2 separate regions of the Mus musculus genome follow, and region 1 is linked to region 2. The links are chromatin contacts, called in public HiChIP or PLAC-seq maps. All regions are on one chromosome and are shown on one strand. Each heading gives the region's core, a stretch centred on a gene start, on an enhancer-like site or on the middle of the called end of the contact. The rest is flanking DNA. Distances are from core to core; before and after follow the strand shown. Region 1 overlaps Gm29676 (a long non-coding RNA gene). Region 2 has its middle 8.9 kb from the start of Cd83.

Region 1 (5,319 bases), core at 1,682-4,181, 470 kb before region 2:
CTTGAACACATTTTCACAACGAAGAAGACATTATTCTAAAGTCCAGGAATGTGGACCCAAGCCTAAAATGCAGGCAGAGGCAGGGCCTTGAAGACCCCCAACCCTTCTCTCATCTCTGTTCTCTTTGTGGAATCTCTTGGTTGCTGAAGTCTGGTTTCTCTGTGCAGCCCCTAGAATGCTGGAATTTGATGTATGACGTTGAGTCTTTGTAAGGATGATGCTGGGGCCACCTGCATCATCAGATCTGTCCCAACTAGACTCATAGTATCAGAGTGTCCTGGGAAAAGGAATTTTGAATGGATGTCTAATCTTCATAATTATCTGCCCTAAAGTCTGAGATCTTCTGAAAGGCAGCTTCAGACCAATGCTAGTGGTCTCTTAGCAGGCTCTCCCACCTTTTAGGGGAGGCAGAGCAGAGAAGCCAAAGATTTCCCCAGACACCACAAAGACACAGGTGGGTCCTTCTGGCAGGGTGCCTGGGCACCACCATACTGCTTATGTAAATGAAACAACTGGTTCCCACCTTAGCTGAGCCAGGGCCTTCTGCCATATTAGCAAGCTGTGCTCACTAATTCAAGAAAACTGCATTTGTTTTGTAATCATCTGTGAACTCACCAGATAACCTCACAGACTTTGGCCTCGGCCAATTCTGTGCCCATTCACAGGGCAGCTAGCTGGTCTGAAATCTTCTGTAAGGTCTCCATAGTTCATCTACAGGTGGTCTCTTGGGTCTTTATCTGTGAGTGGTCTCTCGGGTTATTTCTGGTTGTGAGGGCCAAAAAGGATGCCTACAATAGGCTCCCAGGGTTCTGGGCTGACATCCTCTCTCTGATGACTTTCTATTTAGTCGACGAGGACAGATGGTTAGCAACAGATCAACCACTAATAGTTGCTGCACCTATAAATATCCTTTTGATGTATTCTTTCCTCTTCTTCTCTTTCTAGAAAATGTGCAGACAGTGTGATTGCCAATGAGGAGATAGGTAGCCTACCAGACATGGACATGGTCATTCTAAGGCTCTGTTAATAGCATCATAGACTATTCATGGGAGAAATGTGAACAGGGAAAACAGCCGAGCCAACAACATGAATGTGTGCATGCATAAATAACTGGGAATATGCACCCTAGTCTGTCACTTGTGAATCCATTGACACATTCACCTTCGCCACAGCTGAGGCTCTAAGCATATGCGCTGTGCTCCGTGTCTCTCTAGGTCTCAGGTGCGGTGTGCCTCTCCAGCTTTGGCTCCTCAGTGCTGGCGACCCTGACAGGCCTATTGGAAGAGGCAATCAACGTAACAGAGAATGGAAGATCTGCCAGATGGACTCGATGCCAAGAGAGATGCCCGAGGGCAGTCATTCTACAGGAATGGGAAGATGAGAACCCACATCACACTGTTCAAATGTCCCCTTCCCAGAGATCCCCAAATTATTCACCCAAAAGACCTTATCACACAGCAGGAAGAGGTCCCAGAAAACCTGGCTTTTCTGAGACAAGACAGCATGGTGCCCAATGCCTGGGCTTTGGAGTCAGGCCAGCATGAGCTGTAAGCCCAAGTTTACTCTTCATAGGAGTTAATTTTAGTCTTTTCTGTCTCTGTGTTCTTAACCTTTGACCTGAACCTTTAACCTTAAACTTGAAACTTTATCCTTAAATGAAGCATAAAACCTACTCACATTAAAGTAGGGGGGGGTGGCAACAAATTCGTGCACCAGGAGTTCTAGAGCTGGGGGGAGGGACGAGAAATCTGCAACATACAAAGTGCAGCTGTGCACAGTAATACAGGTGAATCTCACACACTAACGCTGAGTGACAGGTCAGACAAGAGAGTATATACATAGTGTACACTGCACGTGTGCAGGGTGAAAGTGTATGCGAGCACGTGTGCAAAGTAAAAGTGTACACCAGCATGTGTGTAAAGTAAGAGTGTATACCAGTGTGTGTGCAAAGTGAACATATACAGCAGCATGTGTGCAGAGTGAAAGTGTACACCAGTGTGTGTGCAAAGTGAAAGCTGTGGGAACCAAACCTGCGTTGTCATAAGCTGAGGTGGGGTTACCTAATGTGGGGGGGAGGGGATGGAGGTGTGGCTGTGAGACAGGTGAGCATCTCTGGTGTGGCTTCTCTTACACCAGAGAGTCTCAACCTGTGGGTCGAGACCCCTTTGGGAGTCAAACAACCGTTTCACGGGGGTCGTCTAAGACCACCAGAACACATAGAGATTTACATTACGATTCATAATACTTAGCAAGATTACAGTCAGGAAGTAGCAGTGAAAATAATCTTGTGGTTGGGGGTTACTACAACATGAGGGTCTGTATTAAAGTGACAGGGCATCAGAGCCACTGCCTTAGACAGGGTGAGCAGGGCCAAGGCTAGATCATCATCTAGTCACAAAGCACGCGACCTCTCTCACGAATACGTCAGTGACTGATTAAACCAAGGGAATAGGTTTAGGGTGTTTGGACTCCTTACTGTCTTGGCCTTTCATGGGCTCAAAAGTGACCAATCCCATTAAAAATTACCTTCAATCCACATCCAGTTCCTGCCGTATACACACACGCGCGCGCACACACACACATGCACACACACATGTGCACACACACTCACACACACACACACACACACACACACACACACACACGCACGCACATGCACACCACACGCACAGCCTGTCAGAGCAGCATGGTTGTATTCATCCTTCAACCCTAGTAGGCATCCATTCAACCCCTCCCACTCTAGGAACCCTTTCTCATTTTTCTTTTAATAAATACGAGTTCACCCTGCTTCTCCTTGCCCACAATTCTTCCTTCTCAGACAGGAGCCAATAAGTTCAGAAGCCACTGGCTTCTGGTGGCTTTAGTGGTAGCTGAGTTTCCAGGACCAGAGCCCCTGACTTAAACCCGCCATGAGCCCTACAAGGTTCTGTAGTACTCATCCCACATCACAGGGCCACCCACATCCTAGTGGTTTCTTCTGAGTGGTGGTTTCTGAGGTGTGTCCAGTTTGTGCAATTCACAGAATTATGTCTTTAAAATTTTGTGTCAGTTTCTATATAAATGTTAGTCTTCAGGAAGGTTTTTAATGAGTAGATCATATCAGTATTAACCACAAAAAATGTGGGGATTAATAGGGCAGTATATGTGTCAACTACTTATTACTGTCACCATTTTTACTGTCCTTTGTGGGTACTGGCAGTAAGTGTAGTTCCTTCTCCAAAGACCTGTCCCATCTGGGTAAAGTTTGAAGCTCAGATTTTAAATAAGAAGCTGTATAAAAGGCCTGGGATTTTAACCAGAGGCCGACTCCTGGGCACCCATCCTTTCTAACTCAGAGTCTTACTCAAGTGAGGGGAAAGGAGGAGGGTAAATTTGTCTGTGAGCATCTAAATTTGAGATGAGATAGATCTCTAAGTATTTTTTTTCCTTCAAACATTAACAAGAAAACAAAACGCACCCCCTTTCCCTTTTCGAGTGTGCAAAAAATAGCTCAGCAGGCCAGTTTCTGCTGTCCTTAACTCGTTTATCCTCCCTCTAGCTTTCTCTTTGGGTAAAAATAGCAACTTAATCTATTGACAGACAAGGGCTTTCCACATTCGGAACTCCATTTGGAGCTGCGGCTCTTCGTTGCTGACTCTCTAATACAGATGTTTGGGGCATGATGTAAACTCCAAACCATCCTCCTGTCAGCTCAGCAGAGAAGACAAACAGAAGCTTGATCTTGAAAGCAGGGCCCCGCCATAAACCAGCTGACACAAATGCCGTGGTACTTCACCCCACAGAAAGATCTTAATAAGCAAGCTTTACTGGTCAGCATATTGCTGTGGCAGATTTAAATATAGCCCATGCTTTCTGTCCCCTTCATGAGTCTGCAGCTTTTTGCACAAAATGAGGCCTCCGTTCACAGGATGTAAGGAGTGTGAGCAGGGTGGGGGAAGGGGGCGGGGGGGGGGATGCTTCTCTATGCCATGGTTTATATGGCCATGATGGAGCCACAGTGTGAAGGCATTAAACAGCGGGCCGCCTGCAGTGGGCCCTGATGTCAAGAGGCCCGGTACTCAGAACGGCAGTCTCTATGGCAGAGTCAACATTAAGAACCTGGAGGGAAAAGCTGCAGTCCTCATCTTGACCCACCAGACCTGCTCCAGCTGGCTTTCTACCTACCTCCTCTCTCCTTTGCATCCCGTGTGGGAACCTCGATGCTCTGCCAGCTTTTTGCTGATCTACCGTGTGTGTCTCTTCTACCCCTTGATAAGACTTTCTAGAGTACAACCCTAGCTCTGCGACTTGGGATTGCACCCCTTAACCTTTCTTGGCCCGAGACTGCTTGTCTGTAAAACAAGGAACACAGTGGACCCGCCTAGGGCTCTTATTCGGATAAAATGTGCTAATAGACACAGAAGCTCTGAAAACTGTGTTTGGCCAGATTGCCGGAAGCGCTCAGCAAATGACAGTGATTATTCAGTCTCTTTCTAAATTATTCAGCTCTTCCGTTCACATGGATGTAGTCACTCATCCCATGTCAACCAGGGAGGAAAATGCACAGACCAAGGGATTTAGAGAGATGACCTGAATTTGATGAATTTTAATAGAGGTTGAGTTCTTGAATTATGGGTAGACTTTAAAAACTAGTGTTTTCTTCCCCAGAACTGCTGATGTTGACTTTTTAGATCATGGGATTTATCGTATGGAGAGCTGCCCTGGGTAGGGTAGTTAATATCACCATTGGCTTCTCTCCATTAGCTGCATAAACCCCATCCTAAACCACAACTCACAATGTCTTCAGAAATTGTCAAATGTCTCCTGGGGACAAAAGTGTCCCTTGCTGAGAACCACTGGTTGCACCAAGACTCCTCTGTAGACCTAGACCAGGGAGACATGAGTGAATCATGGAAAGAGAAGGAACGGGGAGGAGGAACAGGGAGCTGCCCGAGGACCTTCTTAAATTTCTAGTCCGGGTTCTACTACTAGGGAGAATATTCAAAACTCGTGAAATAGCAGCTTTTAAAAGATGAGAGGGTGATTTGGGCTCTCTGCTTGGACATTATGGTGAGCAAGGGACCTCACTGATTCTGGCTTACAGTGAGACAGCTCACCATGGTCGCAGGGATGGGAGATGGGACTGCAGGAAGCTACCTCCCTCACAGGGAGGCCGCAAAGGGATCAGCTATGCAAACTGTAGCTCTCGCCTTCTTTACAGGAAGTGGTGATAGCAGGAGTGGAAGGCTAGCTTCCTCCTTCACTGACCTGGGGGTACTTTTTTTTTCATTTGTGTGTGTGTGTGTGTGTGTGTGTGTCCCCGCAAGAGTGTGTGGGCAC
Region 2 (5,684 bases), core at 2,329-4,828:
TCTCAGAAAGCACAGCAGGAAGACGTGTTTAAAATTTTAATTTAATTTTTACTGCTTGCTGTTTCAGGCTCTGGTCGGTTTGGATGTCAGGAGAGAAAGTTCTAGAACAGTGTTTCTCAACCTGTTGGTCATGATCCCATTGGCAAACCACTAGCTCCAAGAACAATTTACATTACAATCCATAACAGTAGCAAAATTACAGTTATAAAGTAGCAATGGAATAACTTCATGGCTGGGGTTGGGGGGGGGGTCACCACAACATGAGGAACTGTATTAAAGGGTTGTGGTATTAAGAAGGTTGAGAAACAACCTTATTCCCAAATTCAAAGTTTCCCTCTTAGGAGCTGAAGAAGGAGCATGGGGGTACAAAGAAAGAGAATAATAAGTAAGCCATGGTTTGGGGGGGTAAGGGAAAGGATGGGGAGAAAAAGGAAATGAGAGTAAGGTTTGCCTTTTAAGCAAAATCCTCTCTGGAGGGGAAAACGTGGGTGGTCCTCAGATGTCCCCAGATGTCCCCAGATGCTGAGCTCATCAGAAACCTGTAACTGGGCTTGAGGCTGCCAAGGCGCAGTTTCCCTGAAGGCTGCCGCTGTCCCACTGCTGTGGGTATGGGGGGGGGTAGTTAACCCCCTATGCTCCTGACCCCACTGTCCACCCCCAACACTGTCTTCTTAGTCTCAAGGATGAGGAAGTCTCATAAAAGGGAGCTAGGAGGTTCCCCTTTGCCCCAAGTTTGCCTCCTGAGGGGACTTCTCTGAGGTAGGAAGAACACTTAAGTCAGCTTAGCCAACAAAGATTCCACTCGCCGGGGGCTTTTGTAAACACCCTCCAACCACTTACACTTTAACACCAGGATGCCCACAGGCCTTGAGAAGAGGCTGAGAGGGAAGCCAAAGCGTGGGCCTGTAAGCCATGGTTTTTAGTCAAATTTCCCCACTAGGTTTTCCCCTCAAGGTTAATTCTTAGTCACCCTGTACTTTCCAAAGAGGGGCTTATTTATTAACTGATAGGGCTGAAGAAATGAATAGAAATAACTTTTATTTCCAGAATCTTTCTTTTTGACCTTTTTTTTTTTTCCTTGAGAATCTAGTAACACTTGGAAACACTGCTGGCCATTGTCTGAGGAGGAGCGGCAGCACTGGGATGATTTCAGGGTGGAGCGTGTGGTCATCTGGCCTGTCACACACAAACACAAGGCAGAGAAACTTGCCTCAGGCCTGACTCTAGGGGCCTGTGGGAGGGAAGGCTCACCTGTTCAGCTTCTCCGCTGAGCCACATAGCCCTCTAAAGACCAGGCGAAGGAGCTTTCCACTGAATGAGTGTTTGTGAATGTTGACCCTGGGTGGTGGGGGAAGGGGGTTGGGAGATTTGGGGGGTATTGTGGGGGCCCCTCTCTCTAGAATCTGTATGGCCTGAATCACAGACCCAGCTTCCTCTTTTGCTCAAGTCTGTTCAAATGTCACTTTCCCAGAAATGTCTTTTACTTTAGTGTGTGCGTCAGGGGGAAGGGCACCTTCTGAGGCTTCAGAAGGAGTCAGATTGACCCGCCCCCCTGGAGCTAGAGTAACAGGCAGTTGTGTACCCCAGTGATGCGGGTCCTCTGGAATCAGGAAAAAGCCCTCGTTACCATGGAGCCATCTCTTCAGCCCCAGAAGTGGCTTTCCTAAGTGCGCCACTTGAAAAGCTGATCCTCACTGCCTCCCTTTGGTGTGTTGACCCTCAGTTATCCTCACAGTCTCGCCTCTCACACATTCCTCTGCGTGTGTGGACTCTGTCTTCACTAGAATTCACAGCTGTGTCTTCCTCACCCCGCCTCAACTAGTTTCAGATCCTAGAACAGCACCAGGCACACGGAGAATGCTCAGTGATGGACAGAAAGTGAGCAGAGAAGTCCTTGGGAGGCCGGGGTGTGTGGCAGTTTATAGCTCCATCTCCACCCTTCCATGTTTCCGTGTGACACTGTTAATGCCATCTGCAAAGTCAGAGACTAGGACAGAACACTAGACCACATTTGAGAGGGTCCCTCAAACCCAGCCCTTCACATGCTAACTCACTGCAAGGATACTCAGAAAGCACCGAAGACTGTTATATCCATGAGTCCAGCTGCTCACGGTGAAGGGTTACAGGATAAAGGGTACAGTGAAGGAAGGTTGCATAGTACCTAGTCCAGAGGAGGAGAGAACGTGGAACTCCAGGAGTCTTCTGCCTGTGGAGCCATAGGTGGCATTGCTCGTCCTGGCCATGAGGTATGACAATTTATGTAGCATGCCACCAACCAGGGAGACACCCAAGCCTCGGAATTCAGTATTTTGAAGGTGGTTGAATCCCATCTACCCATATAATTGACCTTTGATTTTGAGTCTTCAAAAAATGTAATTGATAGTACCATTCTACCAAATTCTTTCATCATAAACAAATGACTATTCTGTTCAGGGGTCAAATCCCCAGACAGACAGCTTTCCAGGCAATGAAATTCCAAGGATCCACCAATCATCTACAGGTAGACAAAAGACAAGACAAGAGAAGGTACGCCTCTCTACACGAATGCCATCTAACCCAACAGTTGTGGGCAGAAATGTGATCCCAGTATCTGACCTTGAGTTTGGTCATTTGACTTGCTGGCCATAGAAAATGGTAGAAATCACTGTGTGTTGATTTCTCTCTGGTGCCTCTGCCTTTACCATGGGAAGAAGATTCCCTGGACAGCTACCAGTCCAAGAAGATCATGAGACGCCCAGGAAGACAGTCACTTAGCCACCCCCAAGCTGAGCTCAGCCCATAGCTGACCTTCAGCCCATAGGCTGAGTGCCTGAGCCAACTGAATGTCTTCTTCTGAGTGCTAAGATCTGTGGCTTGTTGCATCCCAGTATAGACAAATAAAATGAACTCCTTTGCATGTCTATAACCGTCTTCTGTGAGTTTGCACTTCTGGTCATCCTGAAGACAGAACAGTTGGAACACAAATTGACGAGGTTTGGTTGGAAGTGGGTGATGTGGTTTAGACAGGGTTTGAGAGTGTCCTAGAGAGCTCAGGTGTTCACAGCTTGGTCCCCAGTAAGGTGATGGATGCTAAGGCATGTTGGAACCTCTAAGATGAGAGGCCTGGTGGGAAGTGATTGCTTGGCTGAAGGTTCTCTTCCAGGATAAAGCTAATGAGATGCTCTCAGGACCCTAGTGAATTCTCATTTGAGCTGCTGTAAGGGTGCTTGCCCAGAGCTGGGCATCCTACCTCATGCCTGCAAATCCTAGTATTTAGGAGTTCAGGGCAAACCTGGGCTACAGAGTGAATTGGCTGGACTCTGGGTCAGATCTTGTTTCAAAACAAACTAAAGAAAGCCAGTCAGCAAAGACGAAAGAAAGAAAGAAAGAAAGAAAGAAAGAAAGAAAGAAAGAAAGAAAGAAAGAAAGAAAGAAAGAAAGAAAGAAAGAATGTGTACAAGCCCCTGGATCAACCTCCTAGGCTCCAACTTGCTTCATGGTTTCTCACTTTCTCATGTGCTTCTGCCAGGATGTGGTTGACCCAGACAAAGGAGTCCCGACCAGAGACCAGATCAGGGGGATTCCCCTAATCTTGGACTTTCTTGGACTCCAAAATTGTGAGTTTCAATGAACTGTCCCCACCCCCTTCAAAGTTAACTAGCCTCTGTTCACTAGCAAAGTGAGTCACGCTTTTATTTTATTGCAGCAACAGAAAAGGGCCTCCGAGACAAGGAAGACAATATGAGTAAATAACACCAGTTGACAATGAACGTGGTTCTGTAAGAAGAGAGCAGCAGTGAGTCATGCGGACTATGGGAAACTGAGAAGCCACAGCCTACCTGAAAGAAACAGCCACTCCTGGGCTCTAGCCAAGTGCGGGTAGCATCTTCAATAGTGAGGCCTGAATGAAAAGGACGATATGACTACTCTCAGGTATTGTTGATGAGAAGGCTTGATTACAGACGTGAGGGAGAGCCCAGCCAGAGGCATCTGGAAGGGTCTAGGCTGCACTGGGCCATGAGAAGAGAGCAAGAAGATAAGAGAGAAAGAGAAGTCGGGACAAGCTGACTGAGAGAGGAGCCAGCAGCACACGAAGAGAAGCAAACCAAGAGACTAAGGGACCACGAGGGCACGAAATGACTGAGTCACATAGTCATCTGAAGCTGGATGGAAGAGAAGACCAGCCCCTTGGCTGGAGAGGTTTAGGCTAGGGGGCAGGGTGAGAAGTGCTGAGAGGAGCCACAGGTACTGAGGGATGCTGGGAGAAATGGCCAGCAACTGTTCTGATCTATTAATAGGCACCCCAGTTAGCCATTTGTTCCTGGTTCCTTTGAAACCTAAGAGATGCCAAATCTTCCAAAAGATTTGGTTTGTTAAGAGCAGCCGAAAATAGAGATTTTTTTAATGAAATATCTTAAACGCTACAAATAACTCAAAACATTGCACTAGACAAACACACCCATCCAAGCCTGTCAGCAAGCAACTTTTCCTTCAGATCATGATGTGCAAAATGGGGTGACACACGGCTTCTGTGGGTTGTTAAAGAAAGCACCCTCGAGGTTCAGGCAGCATGGGGGTGGGGGTGGGATGAGAGGAACCCACGGCCTCATGCAGGGCTCTGTGATGAGAGTCATCTGAAAGTGACAACTAGACTACTCGGAAATGGGCCATAATAAATGCACGCCAAAGAGATTTCTGCAGCTCTTGGCCTGCAGCCATCTCCGTCACGGCTTCATTGAGACACTTAAGGATTAGGAAATGACTCATTAACATTTTTGTCTTTGAAATGTAGCATTCATGAGAATCCAGCACGGCACAAAGCCTCTGTCATCGTTGTTTACAGACAGCTCTCAGTGGGATGAGGATGCTGTGGAACCTCACAGTCCCTTAGGAACCACAAAGCGGGATGGTACCTAGATTGGGTAAGGTGGAGTCACCGCTACCAAAGCCCCGCTCTCTCCCCAATAGAGCGCCACCCCAGGTGCTCACCCTCTTCATGTTTGCATGGTAACAAAGCTGGCTCTTGGTGTGTCTGTGCGTGCGTGTGTGCAGGGTGTGTGTGCAGGTGTGTGTATGAGTGAGGGTGTGTGTGTATATGTGTGCAGATATGTGTGTGCAATAGCATGTGTATGCATGTTTGTGTTTGTGTGCGTGTATATGTGTGTGTGTGCAAGGATGTGTGTGTATATATAGGTGTGTGTATGTAGGGTGTGTGTATATGAGTGTGTGTATGTGCAAGGGTGTATCTGTGAGCAAGTGTGTGTGTAACTCAGAGGTCTATGTCAGGTGTCTTTAATCACCCTCTACCTTTTTATTTTTGAGACGGAACCTCTTGTTGAAACTGGAGTTCACTGATTCAGTCAGACTTCCTGGCCAGGGAGACTTAGGAAACCTGTCTCAACCTCTACAACACCATGTAACAGACATTCACTGCCATGACTAACTAGAAGCTTGGGGTTCATACTCAGGTCATCATGCCATGGTGAGCACTCTACTGACTGAGATATCTCCCCAGCTCCCAGGTCTTGGTTTTTCAAACAGCAGTGACAGTAACTTCTTGTTGGTAGGTTACTAAAAGTGTTGCACATGAGCATCATCTCCTCTCCTCCTGAGTAGGCAGTGAGTCCAAGGACCATCTTTCAGGTGTGTGCTTTCCAGTGTCTGGTCCTGATGCTGACGTTCCTCTTCCCTACATGTGCAAGCAT

What was found. HiChIP or PLAC-seq counts read pairs in DNA pulled down with a chosen protein or histone mark.
Region 1: a BATF HiChIP or PLAC-seq map of CD8 T cells shows a contact between it and region 2, with 12 read pairs. The contact joins two enhancer-like sites. A contact is called at or near these places in 5 of 39 promoter capture datasets (embryonic stem cells, liver and stem cell-derived epiblast-like cells), 1 of 484 Hi-C or Micro-C datasets (ventricular fibroblasts) and 5 of 115 datasets of contacts at active chromatin or transcription factors (CD8 T cells, embryonic basal ganglia, embryonic stem cells and 2 more).

Annotation. Positions count from the first base shown.
Region 1 is chr13:44,246,928-44,252,246 of GRCm38.p6, reverse strand. Gm29676 (a long non-coding RNA gene) reads left to right here. Exons shown (of 2, transcript XR_382289.1): 2 at 1,215-2,155. Among named protein-coding and RNA genes, the nearest start is that of Gm29676, 11 kb to the left of the region's middle. Within about 2 kb of position 2,931, at least 31 of the 459 cell types and tissues checked have an H3K27ac peak or open chromatin away from gene starts, as enhancers often do. A contact at or near this core is called in CD8 T cells, where this site is marked.
Region 2 is chr13:43,773,360-43,779,043 of GRCm38.p6, reverse strand. No RefSeq gene overlaps it. Among named protein-coding and RNA genes, the nearest start is that of Cd83, 8.9 kb to the left of the region's middle. Within about 2 kb of position 3,578, at least 79 of the 459 cell types and tissues checked have an H3K27ac peak or open chromatin away from gene starts, as enhancers often do. A contact at or near this core is called in CD8 T cells, where this site is marked.